Regions from separate parts of the Mus musculus genome. Here region 1 is linked to region 2. A link is a contact called in public promoter capture Hi-C data. All regions are on one chromosome and are shown on one strand. Each heading gives the region's core, a stretch centred on a gene start, on an enhancer-like site or on the middle of the called end of the contact. The rest is flanking DNA. Distances are from core to core; before and after follow the strand shown.

Evidence for each region. Promoter capture Hi-C pulls out the DNA fragments that hold promoters and counts their contacts.
Region 1: a contact with region 2 is called in a promoter capture Hi-C map of second pharyngeal arch cranial neural crest, with 2.4 times the contacts expected there. The contact joins the enhancer-like site here to the promoter of Peg10 in region 2. A contact is called at or near these places in 4 of 39 promoter capture datasets (cranial neural crest, frontonasal cranial neural crest, neutrophils and 1 more), 1 of 484 Hi-C or Micro-C datasets (embryonic fibroblasts), 5 of 115 datasets of contacts at active chromatin or transcription factors (embryonic limb bud, embryonic midbrain, embryonic stem cells and 2 more) and 1 of 9 other capture datasets (adipose tissue).

What each region holds. Positions count from the first base shown.
Region 1 is chr6:5,076,216-5,083,683 of GRCm38.p6, forward strand. It overlaps Ppp1r9a (protein phosphatase 1, regulatory subunit 9A), which reads left to right. Exons shown (of 16, transcript NM_001363809.1): 6 at 1,265-1,400. Among named protein-coding and RNA genes, the nearest start is that of Gm52886, 25 kb to the left of the region's middle. Within about 2 kb of position 1,921, at least 6 of the 459 cell types and tissues checked have an H3K27ac peak or open chromatin away from gene starts, as enhancers often do. A contact at or near this core is called in second pharyngeal arch cranial neural crest, where this site is marked.
Region 2 is chr6:4,744,006-4,751,339 of GRCm38.p6, forward strand. It overlaps Peg10 (paternally expressed 10), which reads left to right and starts at 3,301. Exons shown (of 2, transcript NM_130877.2): 1 at 3,301-3,573. It overlaps Sgce (sarcoglycan, epsilon), which reads right to left and starts at 3,199. Exons shown (of 11, transcript NM_011360.3): 1 at 2,975-3,199. The coding sequence starts at 3,083.

The DNA of each region.
Region 1 (7,468 bases), core at 671-3,170, 330 kb after region 2:
TTCCATTTAATTGAAACTTCAGAAGATTAATGTGGAGCTAAGGGACGAAGGATTCTGGGAAGCAGTCTGAGGAAATGCTTTGGGTGTTGATGGTCCCGTATTTTCACTGAGGTACTGATCACAGGCCGGTGTGTCTGTCATTTTTATTGAGCCAACCATTTAAAATAGATGCATCATCCTCTAGATGAATTGTATCTGACCAAAAATATGTAGGCTCCTACTTACACTTGATTGCCAACAGTAAATGAAATAATGAACAACTGAGTTTATGTCTAAGCTAAGTCTTTTTTGAAACCATGTGAAAGCACTTGGAAGAGGCAACTAAGAACGAAAGCTTTGGTCATCAGTGTCCTTATTCAGAAAATGGTCATCTGTGTTACTTAAGATTGACTAAAACAACATCCTATAATCAAGGATTGTTTATCAATTAAGTGTAGAAAAGACTAAGTGTAACATTTCAAATAATGATACTCATATTTAGAAACCATATATATATTAGACATATTATTTTCATTTTTAGAAAAATAGATTTATGTACTAACATGGAAGTAATGTTAAATAAACCACATTCTATTTACAAGGGCTGATCATAGATGACATGGCTTACAGAAAGTTAATGTCTTTCCAGTTTCGTTTTTAACTCAGTGTCTTATAAGATTAATATCAATTCTTGAATCACCCTCTTTTTAATGCACCCACTCAACACACACACACACAAGAGAGAAAGAGGAGAAAGAGAGACAGAGACAGAGACAGAGCAAAACTCTTCTATTTCTCCTACTTTGTAAAGTATCAAAAATCAATGCTCCTCCCCTAGCTACAGCATAGGGTCTACTGCAAAATGTTTTTTAGGCAGTTTTGTTTTGGGTTTTTGTTTTTTGTTTTGTTTTGTTTTGTTTGTTTGTTTGTTTGTTTGTTTGTTTTTTAGTATTGTGGGACATTGCTATAGAGATGTTTTAGGTCATTGGATACAGGAAACAATGTTCTGGCTTCCTTTTCTTAAGTCATCAATTGTGTGAAGAATTGTGACTTTCCTGAGGGTGTTATTCTTCATGGACAGTCCTTATTGCCACCCCTCTTCTACTTTGTTAGCTGTGTGTGTAACATCGCTTATCTTGCTGAATAATTCTGTCACCCCTTGGCTGTTCCAAATACATGGGTCATAGTATCTCTTAGTCTAAGTAGCCTGCTGCGAGCTTGAGTGTGACCACATTCATTAGCTGTTGTGACTGTACTCCACTAGTTTCTCTTAACCTTCCCGCAGATTCGTTATTGGACGAGAAAAACCAGGACAAGTGAGTGAGGTTGCCCAGTTGATCAGCCAGACCCTGGAACAAGAGCGGCGACAGCGGGAGCTTCTGGAGCGTCACTATGCCCAGTATGATGCTGACGACGATGAGGTAGGGACCTCCGTTCTTCCCCTTCCTGCACTTCTCACGTGCTGCTCCCGTGTTATGACCTCTTTGCCATTTCCTAGGGAAGGTGTCGTCTACACCAAGCTGGAATTCAACTTCATAGAAAAGAAGTGCCATTTGGACCTGAAATTCTCCTGGTGTTTGTGAACACTGCGGAAGCAAATCTGTCTTAACTTTTAATACACTATTGAAAAGAAATTCCTACAAAAAGGCATTCAAAGAACCCATATAAATAATGGCTGTATTGTTGGATTAGATGGTTTTTCTTTCTGCTTTATATTTTTTTAATCATTTCCAAATGTTCTAAAGTAGTATGTAATACTTTTTTTTGTTTTTGTTTTTTTTTTTTTGAAAAATCAGTAAAACATTAAATGAAAACATACACACATGCACAAACAAACAGAAAATAAATGAAGATGTCTGAGGCTTTCCAGAGGCTTCCCTCTCACCCCAGGAAGAGAACGTTTTTTGGATGTGCTCACAGTGATTTGTGCTAACACAGTGCAGAGCAAAGCATTTCCATTGGTGCATGTCCCATGGCACAGGTACACACTGGAACGCTCTTACATCCAGAGCTCTGTAGAAGATCAAGTGAATGAGTCAACACTAACCCCCAAGGGAACAAAGCTCTCTGGAACCCTTCTGGGCTGTAATGAGACACAGATACTGGACTATGTCTCATGTCAGTGCCAAGTGCATGCTGATATGCTGGGACAGCACACTTCATTGCAAACACATTCAAAATTTCATATGTTTCATATGGGCATGTCAAAAGATTCATCAATGATTTAATTGCAGTATTTCATACTTCATAAACATGTAAATGCTCAGATAAAATAAATATCCTTTTATTTTAATGACTGACATAAGCATAGTAATATTTCATACCTTCAACCTCTGCTAATCTAAATGTATTATTTATGTAGGCTCTATTTTTGCTTTCATCGAGGACACAGAAAGAGATTAATGAGGGGACATTTAGGTCTTCCCAATGTGTGTTGAATTTAGCATGTTTTAACAAATACATATGAAGTTTTCACTCCATTGCAGGTGGCATATAGATTAACATTTTGTTTTGTTCTGTTTTTGTTTGTTTCTTTAGACAGGTTCTCCCTCTGTGCAAGCAAGCCCAGGTTGCCTTTGAATTCATAGCAACCCTTTGCCCTCGGCCTCCCTGCTTCTGTGATTACAAGTGTGGCCACCCCACTTGGCATTAGTTACCTTTAGATCAAAGAGTAGTATATTAGAATGATTGTCCGTGGAGGAAATAGTCTCTTACAATTGTTTCCTCCATTTCAGTTTGCACTCGTGGAGGAATTTTGGCAAGAATTTTCTTATTGTACTGGAATACTAAATCTAAAAATATATTATCTAAGATTTTGAAACTAAACACAATATCTCAAAGCCTTGGCCCAGTTTTCACTTCCCGGCTCCAGTGTTGTATGGCTTACTAGAACCCCCTGGGCTGCAAGCCTTCTCTAGGATTATAGAACATTTTCTAAAGTTTAGATGGGTGCTTCTCTACTGATAGAAAGGTTTTATATTTGATAGTCTAGGGACTATGGGACATATCAAGTGGTGAGAAAAAGAAGAGGCCCACCTAAGGCTCTTTGTCCTTGGGTGTAAAGTACAGATGTTGGGCTCCATCTCAGAACTCCTTCCAGTGCCTAGTGTTTCACACTTAGATAAGTCATCCAGTCCAGAGTAAGGTATGGGAGCACACTGATAAGGACAGCCCTTGGAAAGCACAGGGAGGATGCCTGAGGATGCTAAGCTCAAGGTCTGCTCGATGTAAAGTTAGTTCTGTTTTGCTTGCCTGTGTTTAGTTAAAGAGAGGTTTACAAGTAAGAGAGTTGGCACTCAGAGAATTCAGTCATTTTAAACCTCCTCAAATAAGTTTTATATCTCATAATCATTTTTGTTCCAGGTACTTTGAGGATTTGACTAATCACACTTAGCTCCCAAAAAGTTCAACTGAAGCTTTTAGAGTCTCTGTGTCTCTGCCTCTGCCTCTGCCTCTGCCTCTGCCTCTGCCTCTGCCTCTGCCTCTGCCTCTGCCTCTGCCTCTGCCTCTGCCTCTGCCTCTGCCTCTGCCTCTGCCTCTGCCTCTGCCTCTGCCTCTGCCTCTGCCTCTGCCTCTGCCTCTGCCTCTGCCTCCCTCTGCCTGTCTTTGTCTCTGTGTGTCTGCCTCTCTCCCTCTCGTGTATGTATGTGTGTGTGTGTGTGTGTGTGTGTGTGTGTGTGTCAGAGAAAGGGAAGGAGAGAAGAGGAAAAGAGGGTGGGGGAGCTGATTTTCCTCTAATTTCATAGCTTGAGTGAATGAATGAATCTGATGAACATTCATACTTAGGGACATAATATTACTCAAAGTTTCTTCTTTACATGTTGGGGCTTATTTAGGTGTTTGTTTGACAAAAACAAACAGAATTCATTGCCACTTGAACGGATTTTTTTAGGGGAAAATGATTGCATAAAACCTGGGATCATACACTTGTCTACGAGTCAGTCTCACTGAGCCTCTAAAGCACTGGAGATAGATATTTTCCCCCTGTAAATTTAGTAGCCAAGATTTTTTTCTAGCTGCTGCACTAGTGGTTAGCAAATTTCAGCTTGATGCTCTCCCTGGCCTCAAAGCCTGAGCCCCACAGCGTAAGCTCACGCTGTGTTTGCCCTCATGGTTCTGTCTCTATTCAGACACACAGAATAACTGGACAACAAAGCATGTTAAGAGGATTCTTGTTTTGAGTGATGGCATTTCTTGTCGTTCTTCAGGTCTGTGAGCCTTTGTTTTGTATTTTTCATAATAGGGGCATTGAATACTTGGACATTTGCTTTACTGTAGGCAGCAATGCGTATCATCTACATAGAGTCCGAAGGAAAGATTAATTGATACAGAAATGCTTTACAAAAAGGATCAAGTTGAATGTCCTCTTCCTTTTACGGGTTGTAACAGTCGAAGTCTGGAGCCCTCTGTGTTACTGCAAGTAGCACTGACTTCCCTGAGGTCAGTCAGGCTTTGTGCTTGTCCTGCAGCCTTCTCCATTCTCAGGTGTCCACAGCACTGGCCATTGCAGGCACAGGCAGAGCAGCCATTCATTCCATCTTCACAGGAGAGATAAAGGCTGTGTGAACAATGGGAGCTCACTCCACGCTTACATCTTCTAGGAATGGCGCTTGATCCAGAGTTTTCATTAACACTACCAAATATTAAGTTGGAGGATTGGGGTGTTTATCTCTGTTTTCTGTTTACCCTCTTTCTCTGTTAATGGAAAGTAAAATGACCAAGATCTGAAGGAAATGAGAAGGACCAATATTGGATATCCAGTGGATAGATGGGCCTTGAATAATTGATTTAATTTCCTGTATAATTGGGCAGTTTGGAGATTTGCGTATCTTTGTTAGGACAGGCTCTGAACGCGTACAATCAGTTGCTTGACTTTCCACTTCCCTGGTAACTCCTGGAATCATCTTGTGATTTCAAATTTAGAATCGTTTCGTTTGCTAATATCTCCTGTGACCTTCCCTCGTCAGAGCCAGGAAACCCTCTGATTACATACAGAGCAAGCAAGTACAGCTAGCTCCTTCCCAACTGAACACCAAGATGAGCATTGCCCACAGAATGGTGCAGCACTTCTGGTTTCGATCAAATTATCCAGGGTTCATTTTAACTTGGAGCACATCACGTTGACAGGTTGCTTGAATTGGCTGTACAGGAAACATCTGGATGTGAGAAATATTTCCTGCAGTTGTTAAAGGACACTAGCCCTTTGTGAAGGGAGAGATTGTCGAGTATTACTTACGCCTCTGTTCATCTGCTGTAACGCTTTAGGAAATTATAAGTCATGCTCTAATAGAATTTGAAATGTATAGATAATCCTCAAACTATTTAAATTTCTGCTGCTTCTGCTTTTCTCCAAATATTTAAACTAGAAGAGTTTCCAATAAGCAAACAGCCAGGTCTGTTTGAATTTGCATTCCCGTTCTGTGCACTCTCTGCTAACCATTCAAATTTTCAAAAGCACAAATAAAGTGGCCCTGCCTGGAGGCCAGAGGATGGGGGCATTGATTCCCCAAAGAGCAGGAGATAGAGAGCCGAAGGCTCAAAGGTTCACATGTGTGCACATCTGCAATGAGGGGTAGCATTTCTGGGGTTAAGAGAAAGAATGTTTATTGGGTCTGTCTTGTCTTGTTTTGTCTTGTCTTGTCTTGTCTTCTCTTCTCTTCTCTTCTCTTCTCTTCTCTTCTCTTCTCTTCTCTTCTCTTCTCTTCTCTTCTCTTTTCTCCTCTCCTCTCCTCTCCTCTCCTCTCCTCTCCTCTCCTCTCTCTCCTTTCCTCTCCTCTTCTTCCTTCTTTGTTTCTTTCTTTACTAATCTGAAATGTATCCATGGAGGGAGGATTCAGTAAACCCCTCACTCAACACCATACAATGAAGCTCTGTGTGCATGGTAAATTTTACTTGAAAAATTTACCAACATTTAATCTTCCATTATAATCTGTAACTGTCCGTGTTCAGCTGGTGTGGTGAGGTGATGTAGTTCTGTTATGTATTTTTGCAGTGACTTGTATTTTTGGCTGTCTTTCTACCTAAGAAGCCTGAAAGGCTTGAAGGCTGTGGTCAGGCTGGCAACAGCACTAACTGCAGCTGCATCTCTGATGTAGAAAATGAATATGGTCAATCTGAAGTTAAAAGGGATCAGTTTACACTCACTATAATGTTATATGACTATTTTACTTCCTTAAAGATCCTTTGATAATGGAGGATTTATTACATTCCAAAGCCTTTTATCACAAGTGACATTTCAACTTCTCTTTAGGCAACAGATTATAACATGATTAATCATCACTTCAGTTGACTCTTTCAAGATACAACTTCTTTTACTATTTGTTTTTGTTACTAGAAACTCATATCATTATAATCATACTGTGACACTTTGTCTAGAAGAATCTTTCAATGTATTGTATACAATTTAAAGCAGCTACTCAAGGGAATATTTGTTTTTATTGTTTCTATGAACATGTAACAGTTGGAAGGAAAGGTGTAATGAAAACTTTGATTGCATGAGTATTAAAAGATGTTTACAAAGATATCTTTTTTGTGTGAAAAATATTACAGGGCTAACACTAAGTTTGACTTAACGCTGTTTGCTGTTCCTGGTTGGAAACAGCTTGGCCCATGGGAGCAAGAGCTGGCAATGTTTGTGGCTAGCTTTTTTATTACTGTGACTATAGCAATGCAAAGAGATGTAACCCTGGGTCTATGATCTGGGGAGCTGAGTGCAGAGGCCCAGCAGTCTCTTCTTTGTACTGGACAGTGTGTGGTCCAGCCAGCATTTGAACTGCTGTGTTTTTCTCTCCTGCTGTTTTGGGGTTGGGAGGAAGCCCCTTTTAATTGTTTCTGTCAACATTTTAGAACACTGTGGCTGAATTGCAAGGAGTGTCTGGCAACTGCAATAACAATAACAACCGTTTCCTTAAGGTTTGTTTTTTGGCAGAAAATTCTGCTTATCTCTGCCCTCTTGCTCGGTGTGTGAAATTAAATATTCTACACGTTTTATTAACTTCCTATTCCCTGAAAAGCATTTCTGGAGCTGTGTGTTTTGTATATTGAATAATAATCTGAAAGTGTGGTTTGAAAACTATAACATTCATTTTTATACACAGGTCTATAAGTTGGACTCACTTCCTTGTGTTTAACCATGGGCATATTTAACCTCTAACTCTAAATGTTCTGTCATTCAAATTAAAGGGAAAACCTTCAGAAAGAAATGCAGCATTAGACCTGGTTAATATTTGCAAAATATAATATACATAGCAATTTATTTTCTGCTTAAATATGATTGTTTTTTAAGAAAAGAATTTTCCGATGCTTTGGTCTTAAATTTTCATTATGTGTTTGGATGAACACAGTATCGAGTCCAAAATAGACAATTTACTTTAAGTCCTCATAGTGGAGCTTACGTGAATCACGTGTGGTTAATGGGGTCAGTGTGTTGATGACATGCAAGGAGCCCAACTTATGAGACAGCTAAATCTTAATTGTGTTCCAGAGGCCA
Region 2 (7,334 bases), core at 2,051-4,550:
TCTTGTGAAATCTCTACCTTAGCTTTGAACTATAAACCTTCTTACTCCTCTAGAACTTATCCTAAATATAAGAGATAAATCAACAGCTTCATAGATACGGGGCAAATTGCCACAAAATAGGTAAAATGTATAAACAGAAGATGTGCGATGTCAAAATCCTGCTTAGTGTTAATACAGAGTTCTGTCACTCCACTCTGAACTAAAAATGGTGGTAAAGCAAGAGATGATAGCTCCTGAGCACTCTTCAAAAATGGATAAAATGTTCCAATACAAAGAGCAGCTAGTTACCTAGTGAAGTGAACGATGCATAGTAACACGGCGTAGCTTCACTCACCCTTGTGAAAAGCCGGCACAAAATAATCCACACGGGGGAAAAAAATCTTAAAAGTCACCTGGATAGTAAATACCATAAGTGCTTAAGATCTTATCTATCAATCTATCAGTATTAGGACATATTGGTATTTAATGTTAGTTAAATGCTCAAGTGTCAATTAATTTTGTCTATTCACTTAAATATTGTTTGTTCTTTCAGCTAGCAAGAAAGTTTTACCTAAACAGCTGCTATTGCCTTTTCCCTAGGAGAACTATAATTTGAATAAAGTTAAAAAAAAAAAAGGTGTATCAAGCATTAAAAAGCATCAAGGATATTGATCAGAATTATATCTCCATGTGATAATCCTGAGGCGGGGAGCCACGGCTCAGCTCGTTGGTTTGAAATACTTAGGTGTTGTTGCTGTTCATATACCTCAATCAGGAAATATTAATTTAATGTTGCTTATTTTTAAAGAAAATTGTAAAATTAGTATTATTTGATGCTCAAAATCCACTACTTGGAAAGAAAACAGGGGAAGAAATTAATTTGATTCAATATTTAATTTTGAGAAAAAAAAGTATATACAACCCTATAAAAACCCATATTCTTTAGATCCCTCTGTAAGCATAGAGGGAAGTCTGGAAGGGCAAACCGCACTTTGCCGACACCAGAGCAAGCCAAGGATGTCACAGGTGATCTTGGTTGCCTTAGTAAGGTACCTTCTGGAACTTGGACCATGAGAGAGAATTACTATTATTACACAAGTACCAACAAAGCCATATCTATTTTTTAGGCCGTCAATCAATCAAAAAATAAAAATACTGGCTAACATTTTGAAATGAAAAAGTCAAATAAATTTAAGCTCTGAAAGATGGGTGATTTTTAAAACTTGAATTTTCCTTACTTTTTAGATCCATGTTTTCTGTAAGTGTCAGTTTTTTAAAAGTGAACTCTTAAAAAGCTCTCAGTGAACAGCTTGGTGAATTAACTTTGAGGGTGAAAGAAATTGCTCGTAAGCATATGAGAGTCCCGCAGTCACCGGAACAGGGACTGTTAAATAAACATTGTTTTAAAATCCTGGAATCAGTCTGTCTTGCAGAAAAGGATAAACACTTTTAAATTAAAAGTAATGATTATGTTCGCCCAATTTCCTAGATAAATGTCCTTTGCTCTTGGAAATCTGCACTTATTTATTTCTGGAGGTCAACATTTAATTTCTAATAAGTAGATTCCCAGGAAATGAATGAGTTTTGCTTAGTGCTAAAAAGCTTAATGCTTTGTACAGCGCAGGGTCCTGTCGTTCACAATGGGTCAAAGTCTTGTTTTTCCTTTAAGGAAAAAAAATGCTGCAGAAGTATTGCTGAAATATGCTCAGTTTTAGTCTTTAAAAAACAAATATGTTTCATCTGTGATTTATAAATCTAACTCAGTTGTAGACAATTTGATTTTCCTTTTAACCTTAACTTTTTTGACAAAGATTAGCAACAGATTGTTAATTTTCTCAGCACCTAAGACTTTGAGCAGCTTAGGTGGGAATCCGAATTAAGGTTTTATTTAACATCCTTTCCCAGTCAGTATTTGAATGCCTTGTTCCTTTGCAAATTTCTCTAACAAAACAACAACAACAAACAAACAAACAAAAAAAATTTACAGGTTTATGTTTCAAGCCAAGGAAATGCTTGGAGCTGAGTCTCGGTGACCTGTTTCAAAGGTTTGAACCTACAGTTACTGCTCCCCAAAACATTCATTCACCCACAAGATTTAGAAACATAAAACGGCGCGGGGTGGGGGGGGAAGCTGAGGTCTCCGTGTAAACCTCACAAAGTCCGTAGCTGAAGGCTTCCAAAGCCCGCCAAGAACATTGGAAGCATCCACAGCTGTTTTCAATTGTTCTTGCTTTCCCTTCGTAACGTATTTAGTAGGGCAATGGGTGCTGTTTGCAGCATCTCTGGCCCCCAGCCATGGTTGACCCTGACCTGCACACCGCCGTTTGGCTCCCAGAATTTCATGATCCTGCTTCCGTGTTCGGTAAAACCTAAGGAAAAATCAGGTTCGCGCCACCAGGAAATATGCTTTAAAAAAAAAAAAAAAAAAAAAGCGCGCGGGGGGGGGGGGGCTTCGATCTTTTAAATGTCACATTTTGGTGGTCTTTTTCTCTCTCAACCAGATCCCAGAAAATGAGAAAAGATGTACATCTTTGTGTAAGAGAGAAAGCAGCTGGCCAGACATGTCCTTTGGTTCACATCTAGGCCAGGGAGTCTCAATTGTGGGATAAAACCCCCATCCCCACCCCGAGGGGCAACGACCCCCCAAGTCTGTTTCAGGGATCAGAAGATGTCCACCACTAGGCTGGGGGGGCGAGGAGGGGCGCCCTTCTTAATGGAAACTGGAGCTGAATTCCTGCCCTGCTGGACAGGGAGGGGCCGTGGGGGTGCAGAGAGAAAGAGAAGGCCAGGGGTCAAGCCTGGGGAGGGACCCACTTGGCCCAAAAGGTGGGCTGCAGGGTGTCCTGAAAGAGGGGTGCTGTGAGGGGGAGGCATTGGGCATAGAGCGGGACTAGCACCCTTTGGGCACGCCCTGGTACCCCGGAACCCGAGTGGGGGAGTGTGAGGCGGCGGCCTGTGGGCCCCTGAACCTCCATGTCGCGCGCAGGCCACTAACCTGTCAGTAAGAATGTGCCAGTGGTCGCGGGGCTCATCTTGAGTGTCCCCCGACCCTTTCCCGTCCAAGCACAAGGGTCTCCCAGCTCCCACCACCAGAATAATAGCATTCTTGGCCTGCCTAAGCCAACCGTCCTCGATCCTCCCCTCCCCTCCCTTTCTTTTTTTCCTCCCAGCTTGGCCAGTTCAGCATCGCGCACCCCCCCTTCCTGAGCCCATGCTGCCCCTAGCGGCGGGCCAAAGCAGTGCATGCCGCGCCCCCACCCCATCCCCCAAGGCGCCCGCCCACGCGCCCCCCTCCGCCCCCGCTGCTCGCGAAGCACGCTGGGATTTGGCGCCCCCCCTCCTAGGATCTCTCTATATAAGGCAAGCAGTCCGGACTCCCGATACACGCGTTTCCAACTTGAGTTGGTGTGTGTCGAAGAATCCTGACCAACTACGACCTGGGGAGAGCAGCCAACCGAGAAGGTCCACCGAGCCTCGCCTAGGTCTGCTGCGCGGGCTGCGGTCCGGAGCCTTCTCCGGACCGCGGTCACCCAGTGGACCGGGCCGTCGCGGGACCCCTCATCCTTCGTGGCATCGCAGAGGAATCCTCGTGTGGTGAGTATGGTTAGGATTTTTTTTTTTTTTTTAACTCCAAGAAAACGGTCACACGCAATCCCCGTTTTACATCGGGAGCTGCGGGAGATAAAAGTAGCGCCCCCCAAAATATCTCCTCGCAAATTTTGTCAAGCCTTCAGTGGCCAGATCCTGAGACGAGAGCGTGGAAAGCAAGTCTTCACGGCTTCGGGTCCGCGAATTCGGTTTCCACGACTCGCGTCCAGAAATGGTCGGTAGACACATGAGCTGCGGACAGCGATGAGCTGCAGACGCACATGAGCTACTGACCGAATTGTGATGAGCTCCCCAAATACGCTGCAAAGTGACTGGCTCTGCACTCTTAAGTGCCGCGCTACGAACGGATTGCACTGCAGACGGCCGCGTCTTGCGCTGTGATAAACTAACGGGCGCTTCATGCGCTACAAAATCCTAATAGGCGCTTCATGCGCTACAAAATACTCATAGGCGCTTCATGCGCTACAAAATACTCATAGGCGCTTCATGCGCTACAAAATACTCATAGGCGCTTCATGCGCTACAAAATACTCATAGGCACTTCACACGCTACGAACTGATGGGCGCTTCATGCGCTTCGCTGTACTAATGGGCGCTTCATGTGCTACGATGTACTAATGAGCGCTTAATGCGCTTCGCTGTACTAATGGGCGCGCCATGCGCTTCACTGTACTAATGGGCGCTTCATGCGCTTCAGCGTACGAACGAGCAAATGAAACGGGCGAACAGGCGAACCTGTGAACGGGGCGAACGGGGCGCTTCATGCGCCACAAACCAGCCCGAACTACGGTGATACCCAAAACCGATTCGTGTTTCACGTATTCAATTTGGAAAGCTGCAGGAGAGTAACCAAACGCAAAAGCGCAACAAGAGTGAATTTAGAAAATGCGCTACAAACTGCGGCACAGGCATAAGACCTGCAGCCTCTTAAGTGACACAGAAAGTAGCGTTGGGAAGACGAGAGAACGTATCTCTCCTTGGTGAGGGGACAACACAGTTCACCTTTCGGGTCAAAACTGGCTCCGTTTTCCTGTCGGACGGCTATCTGCATGATGGTGGTGGTGCTGGTGGTAAACAAAATGGAGCCCTGGGAGGCCAAAATTGGTTTTAACATTCTGCCCACGTAACTCCTGCTTATGGCAGTGGAGTGGAGGGGTGCTGGATTTTGGAGATGGCGGAATGGCCTGCCTTGTCTAGTGGTGATTGATTGAGGTGACGGTGACGGTGCACTGGACTTGGGGACACGAATGGGTGTCCAGCAACAGTTTGTGGAAACTGTCCGGTTTTCTGGGTGGGCACGAAGCCAAGGTGGGAGGTGGGAGATGATGGGAGGTGGGAGATGATGGGAGGTGGGAGATGATGGGACGGTGGGAGGTGGGGGATTCACTCTTGCTGCACGGAAGGGATCTGGTGGTTGGGAGCTGGTGGGAGGGGTCTGGGGAGGTAGGGGGGCGGGGGGAGGCATGCAGTCATTCTGCAGCCCTGTTGTAGCCAGTCTCAGACCTGCCCCGCCCATCTAGCCTTGCCTCATCTGCAGAGAGGCCGCGCGCCTCGCCTGTCGCGCGCTTTTCCAGAACATGCTTCCACAGGCCCAACCTCCCAAGTGCTGACGCCTTAGAGCCAGCCTACCTGGTCCCCACCCCCAAGGCCCGCCTCCTCTGAGGTGGCCTGCCTAGCCCCCGCCCCCAAGGCCCCGCCTCTCTTACTGTTCAGCTCCTCCCAGAGCTCCTCCAAGGTGGCCCAGAGCCCCGCCTTCCCCCAGCCTGCTTGCGCCTGCGCAATGCGGGCTGCAACCCCTCCCTTCAGGTTTGCCTCCAGTGCGCATGTGCGCCTCTGCCTGTCTGAGCCTGGCTGCACAGCCCCGCCTCCCTGCGGTTTCTCTGTTGCGCGGTTTTATTTTTTGTCCACAGGTGTCTAGTAAATAGAAGAATAATAAGAATAATTAACAACAATAATAATAAGTATACCTAACATGCATAAGCACTTTTAATAAGTGCATTGCATTATTAAATAAAAAGATCCCACAATTAAAACTCCTGATAGTGGGGGATATGGGAACTTTTAAAAAGGCCTAACTGATGCCTTGAAGCAATGAAGGCAATTACTTATTTTAAATTAAAAATTAAATTTAAAAATATTTTCATATTTAATTATTTGATCAAGACACCATTGGACTTCCTGGAATTAAATGCTTTGGAAAATACAAAGCCAGAGGTGACTAGCACTGTGTTTCTTAGGAGTTTTCAGGGGCTTTAGTGTCATGGCTTGGCTTCTGAGAGAGATGTTTGTTAGAATAGAAAAGGTTTGTCATTGTTGTTGTTGTTGTTTTTGTTATTTCTTAAACATTCTAGGTGATTAGCCCTGGCTGACCTGCCTACATATAGTAAAGTGTGCTTGGCACATAGTAAGGATTTATTAAATGTGTGTTAAATGGCCAGAATAAATTAATTATTCATTGTCTTGCTGCGGGACTTCAAGTTTTTTGAAATTTTGTTCCTTTTTCTTAAGGAGCTTTGCTGTCCTGAGTTGAGTTGCTGGCCCTTTTGAAAACACATTTAAAAGTTTCTTTTTAAAAAAGTATGGTTTTGAACTTCAGTATTGTAAGCTGTAATTATAATATGAACCAACTAAATTATATTCCAAATAACTAGCTTTTTTCATAAAAAGCTAATTATTTGTTATCCCAAGTAATTAGCTTTTTTCATAAAAAGCTAATTATTTGGTGTCCCAAGTAATTAGCTTTTTTCATAAAAAGCTAATTTAAATTTGGGGCAAGTGGGTTATTAATGCTACATATTGACATTTCAAATTCATGTGATATAACAGGGTGGTTACATTGCAGGACAGAAATGGTTACAACTGGCTTAATTAAACATCTGTGTAATTTACAGAGAAGCCAAATAGAAATGTTTCTAAATTAATGAAGAAATTAAAAAAAAAAAATCTGGTTCCATATTATTTACTATGAGCCAGAGTTTTGTTAAAGAGAGAAATAGGGGGCTTTTGCTCCCCCAATCTCCTGCCTTCCTAGTGCCCCTCCCTAGTGTATAACTATCTGTGGGAAATATATGCTTATAATTACAGCTTGAAATGCATGCTTTGCTTTGGGAATTTTATCTGCATATTAAAGAGATTCAAAACATTGGAAAATATATGCAAATTACATTTCACAGATAATTCACATAATATTAAGAAAATGAGATATATAAAATTTCAAAGCAACTAAAAGTTCCTTAATGGTGTTTCATTTCATAATGAGACATTTACATATGATTTACTGTTGTTGCTCTTTGTGTTGGGGGAATTAAAAATACTTTGAAGAAGTCATTGTAAAGGGTTAATAATTAATCAGATGTATTTATTTATTTATTCTTAACTGATTAAAACTTAATGATCATATATGAAGATGGTCCTCTCTCAAGCAGCTGGCTTATACAGTGTGAACTTTCAGTTCTCAGGAATGAGATCTCAGCAGCCTCATCCCCACACCCAGTCCAGCCCTTTAAGAGGGGTTTTGAGGAGCCCCAATTTTTAAATCAAATTAAAATGAAGGCAAAGTGCTCCTTGCCTGTCATCAACCTGTCCTTCCCTACAGTAAACATTGTCATTACTTGTTTATGGTTACTGTTAACCAGTTTGCCCAATACCTTATAACTTCTTACTGGTTAAACTACTTTGGGGTAGTAGAGTCCTACCCCAAAATTTCAAGCCCACCCCCACAGGCCTAAGCCTGAGGCCTAGAAGTG